2 separate regions of the Pan troglodytes genome follow, and region 1 is linked to region 2. The links are chromatin contacts, called in public HiChIP or PLAC-seq maps. All regions are on one chromosome and are shown on one strand. Each heading gives the region's core, a stretch centred on a gene start, on an enhancer-like site or on the middle of the called end of the contact. The rest is flanking DNA. Distances are from core to core; before and after follow the strand shown. Region 1 holds the start of WDR55 (WD repeat domain 55). Region 2 holds the start of EIF4EBP3 (eukaryotic translation initiation factor 4E binding protein 3).

The links. HiChIP or PLAC-seq counts read pairs in DNA pulled down with a chosen protein or histone mark.
Region 1: an H3K4me3 HiChIP or PLAC-seq map of stem cell-derived excitatory neurons shows a contact between it and region 2, with 3 times the contacts expected there. The contact joins the promoter of WDR55 here to the promoter of EIF4EBP3 in region 2. A contact is called at or near these places in 1 of 7 Hi-C or Micro-C datasets (stem cell-derived neural progenitor cells) and 1 of 1 datasets of contacts at active chromatin or transcription factors (stem cell-derived excitatory neurons).

The regions. Positions count from the first base shown.
Region 1 is chr4:138,377,074-138,381,365 of NHGRI_mPanTro3-v2.0_pri, forward strand. It overlaps WDR55 (WD repeat domain 55), which reads left to right and starts at 3,016. Exons shown (of 8, transcript XM_024356755.3): 1 at 3,016-3,311. The coding sequence starts at 3,121. IK (IK cytokine) reads left to right here. Exons shown (of 20, transcript NM_001280036.1): 18 at 85-193; 19 at 365-399; 20 at 488-664. The coding sequence ends at 515.
Region 2 is chr4:138,259,980-138,264,640 of NHGRI_mPanTro3-v2.0_pri, forward strand. It overlaps EIF4EBP3 (eukaryotic translation initiation factor 4E binding protein 3), which reads left to right and starts at 2,670. Exons shown (of 3, transcript NM_001204162.1): 1 at 2,670-2,844; 2 at 3,908-4,078; 3 at 4,245-4,589. The coding sequence starts at 2,742. The coding sequence ends at 4,273.

The DNA of each region.
Region 1 (4,292 bases), core at 1,766-4,265, 120 kb after region 2:
AAGTTCTTTGCCCACAGGACTCCGGGAAAACCTCGCCACTGCTATGCAATCTCTGATGCATTCTTTCCCAACTGCTTTTTTCAGGGCTGCATTCCAGTATGGTATCAAAATGTCTGAAGGGCGGAAAACCAGGCGCTTCAAGGAAACCAATGACAAAGCAGAGCTTGATCGCCAGTGGAAGAAGATTAGTGCAGTAAGTAGGATGGCCCCTTGGGTGGGAGGGTTTCAGCTGGGAGAAGACATTAGCCTGCAGATTCAGGAACAGGCAAGGGGCTGGAGAGCCATGGAAATGAGAGGTCAGCCTTGGGCCTCAGGTGAGCTTAGATGGGCAGCTTGGTGATAGACTATCCTGTTGTTTTTGCAGATCATTGAGAAGAGGAAGAAGATGGAAGCTGATGGGTGAGCGGCATTATTCTTCCTCTGTGGGACTGGTGGGAATTGCTTAGTGTATTGATCTTATACTGACCCATTTCTCCTTCCATTGCAGGGTTGAAGTCAAAAGACCAAAATACTAATCACTAGTTACAACCAGAGATGCTCCACAAGGATATGCTCCCCACTGTTTTCTTTCTACAATTTCCAAAGGTTGCAAGATGTTTTTTTGTGGATGAATATAAAATTTTATTGTGTAATTACTTGGTTCCATTAAAATTGGTTAACTTGCTATTTTCTTTGTTGAGCATGTCCCCTCCAGTGCCCTTGAAGCACCAAGAACACTAATTCCACTGGTTGTGTAAAATCACATGCAGAAAGTCATCAGTCCTTTCCTGAGCTGTGGTTCTAGATTCCTACAGTAAGGATGCTCTCTAGCCAGTGTGCCCAGTAGAGAAGAGAATAATGATCCTCACTGATGGGCAAGAGGTGGATAGAGGAATGTAAGGATGATTGGTCTCAAATGTCAGACTCATTCAGGCCCATCTTCAGGCCTAGTCCCTGGGGAAAGATTTCCTGGGGATTGCTGTCAGCCTGATGGGCTGCTAATCTGATCTCCAGGCTATGAAGGACTGGGCTCTGGATGAAGGCATCTAATGAAAATCACTTATGGGTGGGAACCAAAACCTTTTATGAGTTTATGTCCTATGAGCTTTATTAATGTTGAGTACAAATCACTGTCTCCTTGGCTAAAGGTGTAACCTTAGGGAAGTGCTTCGGGTTTAGAGCTGATATAGTGTGGCCCTGCAGGTACAGGAATTCCTATCCTAGACCAGAAGGGTTTGGTGCCCTTCATCACCCTGAAACATTTGCCAAGGCCCAGAATAGGTCTGTTGACCTTTGAATCACACCATTCCCTTCCCTTTTCTTCCCTTCTGCTCATTACCAGCACTTTGGTCTGGTGCTCATCATTAGGTGTCACCACTGCTTCCTGGCTGGATGCCACGCTGCCACTGTCTACCCTGAGCCCAAGATTTGTGGCCTCACCAGATCCAAGAAAGCTAGAAAGTCACCTTAGCCATTACCTTGTCTTTGATTATATTCACCTTGGTAGGACAGGTTTTTGTGAGGAAGCCAGTATTGTGCATGGCATGTAAGAGGCTGAAATTGGGCCTTGCTGCAATAGCACCTAGAATGGCTAATTTCAGACAAATGTCACCATGGTTCTATGGATGTAGGTAGGCAGCAGTCCCAATTATTAAAAATGGTCACAGAGACATGGCACAGGTGAAGACATCTGGAGAGTCACTAAAAGCAAGACCTGGAGATTGTTGGTTTGAAATTCAGTTTCTGAGGCCAGGCTCGATGGCTCATGCCCACAGTCTCAGTGCTTTGGGAGGCCAAAGCAGGAGAGTCTCTTGAGGCCAGGAGTTCATGAGTCTATAGCTATGCAGGAGGATCGAACCGAAGAGTTCAAGGCTGTAGTGAGCTATGATCACACCACTGCATTCTGAGCCTGGGTGACAGAGCAAGACCTTGATTTAAAAAAAGAAATTCAGGGGCCGGGCGCCGTGGCTCACGCCTATAATCCTAGCACTTTGGGAGGCTGAGGTGGGAAGACACGTCAAGAGTTTAAGGCCAGCCTGGGCAACATACTGAGTCCTCGTTTCTACAAAATATACAAAAATTGGCCAGGTGCGGTGGCTCACGCCTGTAGTCCCAGCACTTTGGGAGGCCAAGGCGGGCGGATCACGAGGTCAGGAGTTTGAGACCAGCCTGGCCAACATGGTGAAACCCTGTTTCTACTAAAGATACAAAAAATTAGCTGGGCGTGGTGGCATGCGCCTGTAGTCCCATCTACTCGGTAGGCAGAGGCAGGAAAATCTCTTGAACCCGGGAGACGGAGGTTGCAGTGAGCCGAGATCGCACCATTGCACTCCAGCCAGGGCGAGACTCCGTCTCAATAAATAAATAAACAAACAAATAAATAAATAAATAAATAAAAATTAGCCAGGCGTGGTGCCGCGTGCCTGTAGTTCCAGCTACTCGGAGGATCGCTTGAGCCGAGCGGTGATCGTGCCACTGCACTCCAGCCTGCGCGACAGCGCAAGACCCTGTCTCAAAACAAAGCAAAAGAAAAAAAAATTCTTGGTAACTGAGCACTGCTTGTCCAGCCCATTGAGTTTCTGTAGACAAATTGTAGGAACTGGCACAGCAAACTGGCCACAAAGACGTTAGGGGCGTGGACACCAGCTGCTTGAGCTGCCTGCTGTCCAAGACTCCCGTATGTCATCGCGCAGCGTGGGATTTTGCGGCTTCCTGACAGCCCAGGCTGTCGCTTGACTTGATCTTGGGTTTCACCAAGCCACGAAGGACTTGGTCCCTTCTCTCCTATCCCAAGGGCATTAAGCCTGTCTGGATGAAGTAGGAGAGGAAAGATTTACACGCAGTTCCCAACTTTACGTGACGTGACTAGGGAGGGAATTGACGGTCGCACCGTCTACCTAGCCCAAACGGGGTCACAGCAGGACAAGGAAGTAGCAGATCTCCCAGATGCGGTCTCTTCGCTCCGCTCCACCCGCACCAGCAGCGGCCCACCCACCTCTCCTGTAAGAGGAAGAACGTCCCGGAGACACTTCCGGCCCCGCCCCCCGAGGCGGAAGCGGAGTGCCAGGCTACTCCTCCCGCAGTGTGGGTGGTTCCGAGGCTGACTACCCTGCGGCGGTGCGGCTCGCAGTCCTTCTCAGCATGGACCGCACTTGTGAGGAGAGGCCCGCTGAGGATGGGAGCGACGAAGAGGACCCAGACTCCATGGAAGCCCCAACCCGGATCCGGGACACTCCGGAAGACATCGTGCTGGAAGCTCCTGCTAGTGGGCTGGCGTTCCATCCGGCCCGTGATCTACTGGCTGCAGGGGACGTGGACGGGGACGTATTCGTGTGAGAGCGGGGCAGGGCCGGGGGCGCCGGGTCTGGAAGCTTCCCGGGGGTGGACCTGGGAACAGGAGAGAGGAGAGAAAGTTGCAGGGAGACAAATTTTGCAAGATTCTTTGGGTCCAATTCATTCAGTAACATTCGGCTCTTCTATCACACCAATCTGTTGAAAGAACTGGAATGTCGTGACAGAGCCCAGATACCATAGTAGGACAAAAAGCCCTTTAAGGCCTTGTTATTTCCCACCGATTATTATTTATTTACTTACCTATTTATTTTTGAGACGGAGTCTCGCTCTGTCGCCGAGGCTGGAGTGCAGTGGCGCGATCTGGGCTCACTGCAACCTCCCCCCTCCGGGTTCAAGCAGTTCTCTTCCTCAGCCTCCCAAGTAGCTGGGATTATAAGCGCCCGCCACCACGCCCGGCTAATTTGTTTTGTATTTGTAGTAGAGACGGGGTTTCACCATCTTGGCCAGGCTGGTCTTGAACTCCTGACCTCGTGATCCACCTGCCTTCCTCCCAGAGTGCTGGGATTACAGGCGTAAACCACCGTGCCCGGACTCCTACCGGATTATTATATTGTGCCCGAGACAGGCTCAGCAGGCCCTTTTAAGTGATTTTTCAAACCACAAATCTTGGCTCACGCCTGTAATACCCGCACTTTGGGAGGCCGAGGTGGGCGGGTCACCTGAGGTTGGAGCTAGAGACCAGCCTGTTCAACATGGTGAAACCCCGTCTCTACTAAAAATACAAAAATTAGCCCGGTGTGGTGGCGCGGGCCTGTAATCCCAGCTACACGGGAGGCTGAGGCAGAAGAATCACTTGGATTCGGGCGGTGGAGGTTGCAGTGAGCCAAGATCGTGCCACTGCACTCCAGCTTGGACAATAGAGTGAGACACTCCCTTGATTAAAACCCTTCAATGGTCTGCTTTTAGGATTTAGTACAAATTTCTCAATCCTGCCTTCAACGCCCTGACCATCTGTGCTC
Region 2 (4,661 bases), core at 1,420-3,919:
TACATACCCTTGATACCTGAAGTGTGTTTCTGAGGCCCTGAAGCGTTTGCATTACTGTATTAAAAATTCACAATTGCAGTCAGGCCCGGTGGCTCATGCCTGTAACTCCAGCGCTTTGGGAGGCCAAGGCAGGCAGATCACTGGAGATCAGGAGTTCGAGACCAGCTTGGCCAACATAGTGAAACCTGATCTCTGCTAAAAATACAAAAAATTAGCCGGGTGCGGTGGTGGGTTCCTGTAATTCCAGCTACTCAGGAGGCTGAGGCAGGAGAATCGCTTGAACCCAGGAGGCAGAGGTTGCAGTGAGCTGAGATCATGCCACTGAACTCTAGCCTGGGTGACAGAGCAAGACTCCATCTTAAAAAAAAAAAAAATCAGCCAGGTGTGGTGGCTTATGCCTGTAATCCTAGCATTTTGGGAGGCTGAGGCAGGCTGATCACCTGAGATCGGGAGTTCAAGACCAGCCTGACCAACATGGAGAAACTCTGTTTCTACTAAAATTACAAAATTAGCTGGGTGTGGTGGTACATGCCTGTAATCCCAACTACTCAGGAGGCTGAGGCAGGAGAATCGCTTAAATCTGGGAATCGGAGGTTGCGGTGAGCCAAGATCATGCCATTACACTCCAGCCTGGGCGGCAAGAGCAAAACTCCATCTCAAAAAAAAAAAAAAAAAAAAATCCACAATTGGCTGGGCACGGTGGCTCATGCCTGTAATTCTTGTTTCGGAGGATGCCTGTTTGGGAGGATCGCTTGGGCCTACGAGTTTGAGACCAGCCTGGGCAACATAGTGAGACCCCGCCTTTACAAAAAATTTAAAAATTAGCCAGGTACAGTGGCATGCACCTGTGTCCCAGCTATTCAGGACACTGAAGTGGGAGGGTCACCTGAGCCCAGGAGGTTGAGGCTGCAGTGAGCCATGATTGTACCACTACACTCCAGCTTGGGTGACAGTGAGACCGTGTGTCAAAAAAAAAAAAAAATCCAAAATCTCACCCAGACCAATACTGTATCAGAATTATCATTTTAACAATATCTCCAGATGATTTGTATGCACATTAAAGTTTGAGAAGCTGGCCAGGTGTGGTGGCTCACACTTACCAGCACTTTGGGAGGCCGAGGCAGATAGGTTACTTGAGCTCAGGAGTTCGAGACCAGCCTGGGCAACATGGTGAAACCTTGTCTCTACAAAAAATCCAAAAATTAGCCCGGTGTGGTGGTGGGCACCTGTGGTCCCAGCTACTCAGGAGGCTGAGGTGGGAGGATGGCCTGAGCCCAGGAGGCAGAGTTTGCAGTGAGCTGAGATTACACCACTGCATTCCAGCCTAGGCAGCAGAGCAAAACCCTATCTCAGAAAATAAATAGTTTGAGAAGCAATCTTTTTTTAAATGAGTGAAGAAATCAGACCTAAGGAGAAATCTGATGAAGCCAGAGATGAGTTAATATTGATAAATGGATGCAGTCAGGTGGTCTATACTTAATTTTTGGTGAGGGGAAGGGACAGTGGAGGCAGTATTGATTTTGAGGAAGCCAAACAGGACAGCCTGATGAATTCAAGATTTCCAGCGTATATACATCTTCACCAATCCCACCACCTTGCTCCAGCCTGTCATATCACTGTGTCTACATAAAACAAAACAAAACAAAACAAAAAAAACTCCAAGGCCAAACTCTCTGACCTTTCTTTCCTTCTAAAGACCAAGCTCTCCTCACTAGCCCCCTGCCCCTCCTTAGTTAACTGGCAAAGAGATCAAAGGGCAGGCCTTCTGACTGGTGATGCCTCAGCTGTAGCCCCCAAACTTGACTCATCCTTTTATTAGTCCAGGTACCACTTCTTCAGAAAGATGACCAGCCCTCACTGACCTTCCCCTTCCTGCTGTGCTCCAGGCCATCAAGGCATGTTTCACCCCGTACTGTTTTTGTTTGTTTTGAGACAGGGTCTCGCTGTGTCACCCAGGCTGGAGTGCAGTGGTGCAATCTCCGCTCACTGCAACCTCCGCCTCCTGGGTTCAACCTATCCTTCCACCTCAGCTTCCCGAGTAGCTGGGTCTACAGGCGCATGCTGCCGCACCCGGCTAATTTTTGTATTTTTAGTAGAGACTAGGTTTCACCATGTTGCCCAGGCTGGTCTCAGACTCCTGGGCTCAAGCTATCCACCCGCCTTAGCCTCCCAAAGTGCTGGGATTACAGGCCGTGAGCCACCGCACCCGGCCTTGTACTGTTACTGTTTATGGGAGGCAGTACACAGCTGGGCTTAAGGGCACAGTCCTGGAATCAGATGCAGTCAGATTTGAATCCCAGCTTCCCTTCCTGCAAGATGTGTGACTTTGGCTAATCATAGTGCTTTACTATCCAAAAGTTGGCGAGGAATGGGTGAACTAATACAGGATAAAAACGCTTGCCCTACTTCACCTGCCCCCAGCTCCCGGCTATAAACAGTAAATAGCTGAGCTGCTGCAGCACTCAGGCAGGTTGGCCAGCGCTGGGCCAGCAGGAACTGGAAGCCGGTGTGGGGCCTGGGACTTTGGACGCATTTCCAGCTTTCTCTGAACCGGGCTGGCTTCCTAGCAGATAGGGCGGGACCGTCGGGTTGAGTGACGGCCGGTGGCCCGCCCTGGGCGTGACGTTGTTCTAGTGTTGTTGCCAGCAGCTGCACGTGGTCGGCTGAGTCCGCCTCAGACTCAGAGCTGCGCTCCTCGACCTCAACGCCAGGCGGTTACTTTGCTGCTCCTCCCGCTCGCTATGTCAACGTCCACTAGCTGCCCGATTCCCGGGGGCCGGGACCAGCTGCCCGACTGCTACAGCACCACGCCGGGGGGCACGCTATACGCCACTACCCCCGGAGGTCAGCGGGCCGGGCAGGGGTCCGCAGGCTGCGGACATATCAGCGCATGCGTGTTGTTGCGGGGCGGGGGTAGGGGAGGGAGAGGCCTAAGACTTGTCCGCAGGCCCCTCTACAGGTTGTAGCTTTGGGGGAGAATGGAGCGGAAGCTCAGTTCCCAAAAACTTATAAGTGATGCAACAAGGCCATGAGCCTAGCTTCCGGGTGTTTGGGATGTAATCCTTCACTGTGGCCTGGGTTCTTGGCGCCTTACACACGCTCCTTACCCCTCGCGACTTTGCTTCCTAGGAATAGGGGCCAGGGCCCCCTACTGAGCGTGACCTCAGCCGGAAGCACCGGGTCTTGAGAAGTGGAGTAGTTAGAACAGTTGGGGCAGTTGCTCCGTTTATGTGCTGCTGGCTGGCGTCTGTTTGGTTGGGCGAGCAGCCTGGGATCACGAGCTGCTGGGCTCCCGACCCAGGGATTACTGCCACGCGGAAGCGGAGGGGAGGAACAGGGCAGGGCCCTTTGAGGACATTATGCGGGCCAAGTTCCTCTGAGCTAGTGTGAACCTTATAGGACCTGGGAGGGGTCAGGATTAGAACAGTACGTTTCTCCTCCCTGCAGGAGATAGCCCAGGTGACAGCACTGGGTGGAACCCTTCACAACTGCTATTTCACTTCTTGAACCACCTGAGGCTGTTAGTCTAGGTCTCACCTTCACTGGTGAGACCAAAGCAAAGAGGTTTCAGAGTGGTAGAGGAGCAGCATGAAGTACCTGAACTCAAAGTTTGGTGTTCCTCTTAGAGCCAAGATCTGAAGCTCTCCCAAACATAAAGCCCCTGCCTATACCAGCTGAGATGCCCCCCTTGCTTTATACCCACATCTTGGTTAGGTCTGGAAGATTTTAAGCACTATGAAGGCTTGTCTGCTGAGAACCTAGCTGGGCTTCAGAGCAGATGTCCTTTGATGCACAGGGAAATTCGACACCACCCTTACCTCCAGGCCCCAAAAGGCCTGAGTCTGGGACCCCAGTCATCTCGGTACCCAAGCTCCTGACTCTTACCTCAGTCCCAACCCCTTGACAGGCACCAGGATCATCTACGACCGAAAGTTCCTGCTGGAGTGCAAGAACTCACCCATTGCCCGGACACCCCCCTGCTGCCTCCCTCAGATTCCCGGGGTCACAACTCCTCCAACAGCCCCTCTCTCCAAGCTGGAGGAGCTGAAGGAGCAGGAGACAGAGGAAGAGATACCCGGTAAGGAAAGCAGGAATTAAGAATTGTCCCAGCCTTTGAGTTCAAATGCCACTGTGACACAGTGCGGGGGTTCAGTTCCAAGAGGGGTTTCTGCACTGATGCTGAGCCTGCTGAGCCTGCAGATCCTCAGACCAGCAACCTGTCTTCCTGCCTTTTCTCTCTCCAGATGACGCACAATTTGAAATGGACATCTAATCCAGTGCAGATGACCTGGCATGTGGAATTACAGAGGGATCCCTCATGCCACTGCTGCCACCACCTCTTCCTGGGGCATCCAAAGGCCAGCTGGCCTCATCTAATCTGGAAGGAAGTGACTTGTTAGTTCCAGGCCTCCTTTAGTTCTGAGGCAGCTAGACCAGGGATAGGAGTGGGCAACTTGCCAAGCCCTTAACTCTACTTCCTCTTCCGTCTGTGGTACTCCTCCTAACCCTAAACCCTCTATGCTCAGGGGCTGGAACTGGGGAATGGAGTAAGTCACCTTCTGGCTGCTTAGTAAACATTCAAAGAAATGCCTTGGCTCCAGTGTTCTCCTCAATGCTGATTTTCTCATCTCAGCCACCCAGCTGAGGGCCCTGGCAGGCCT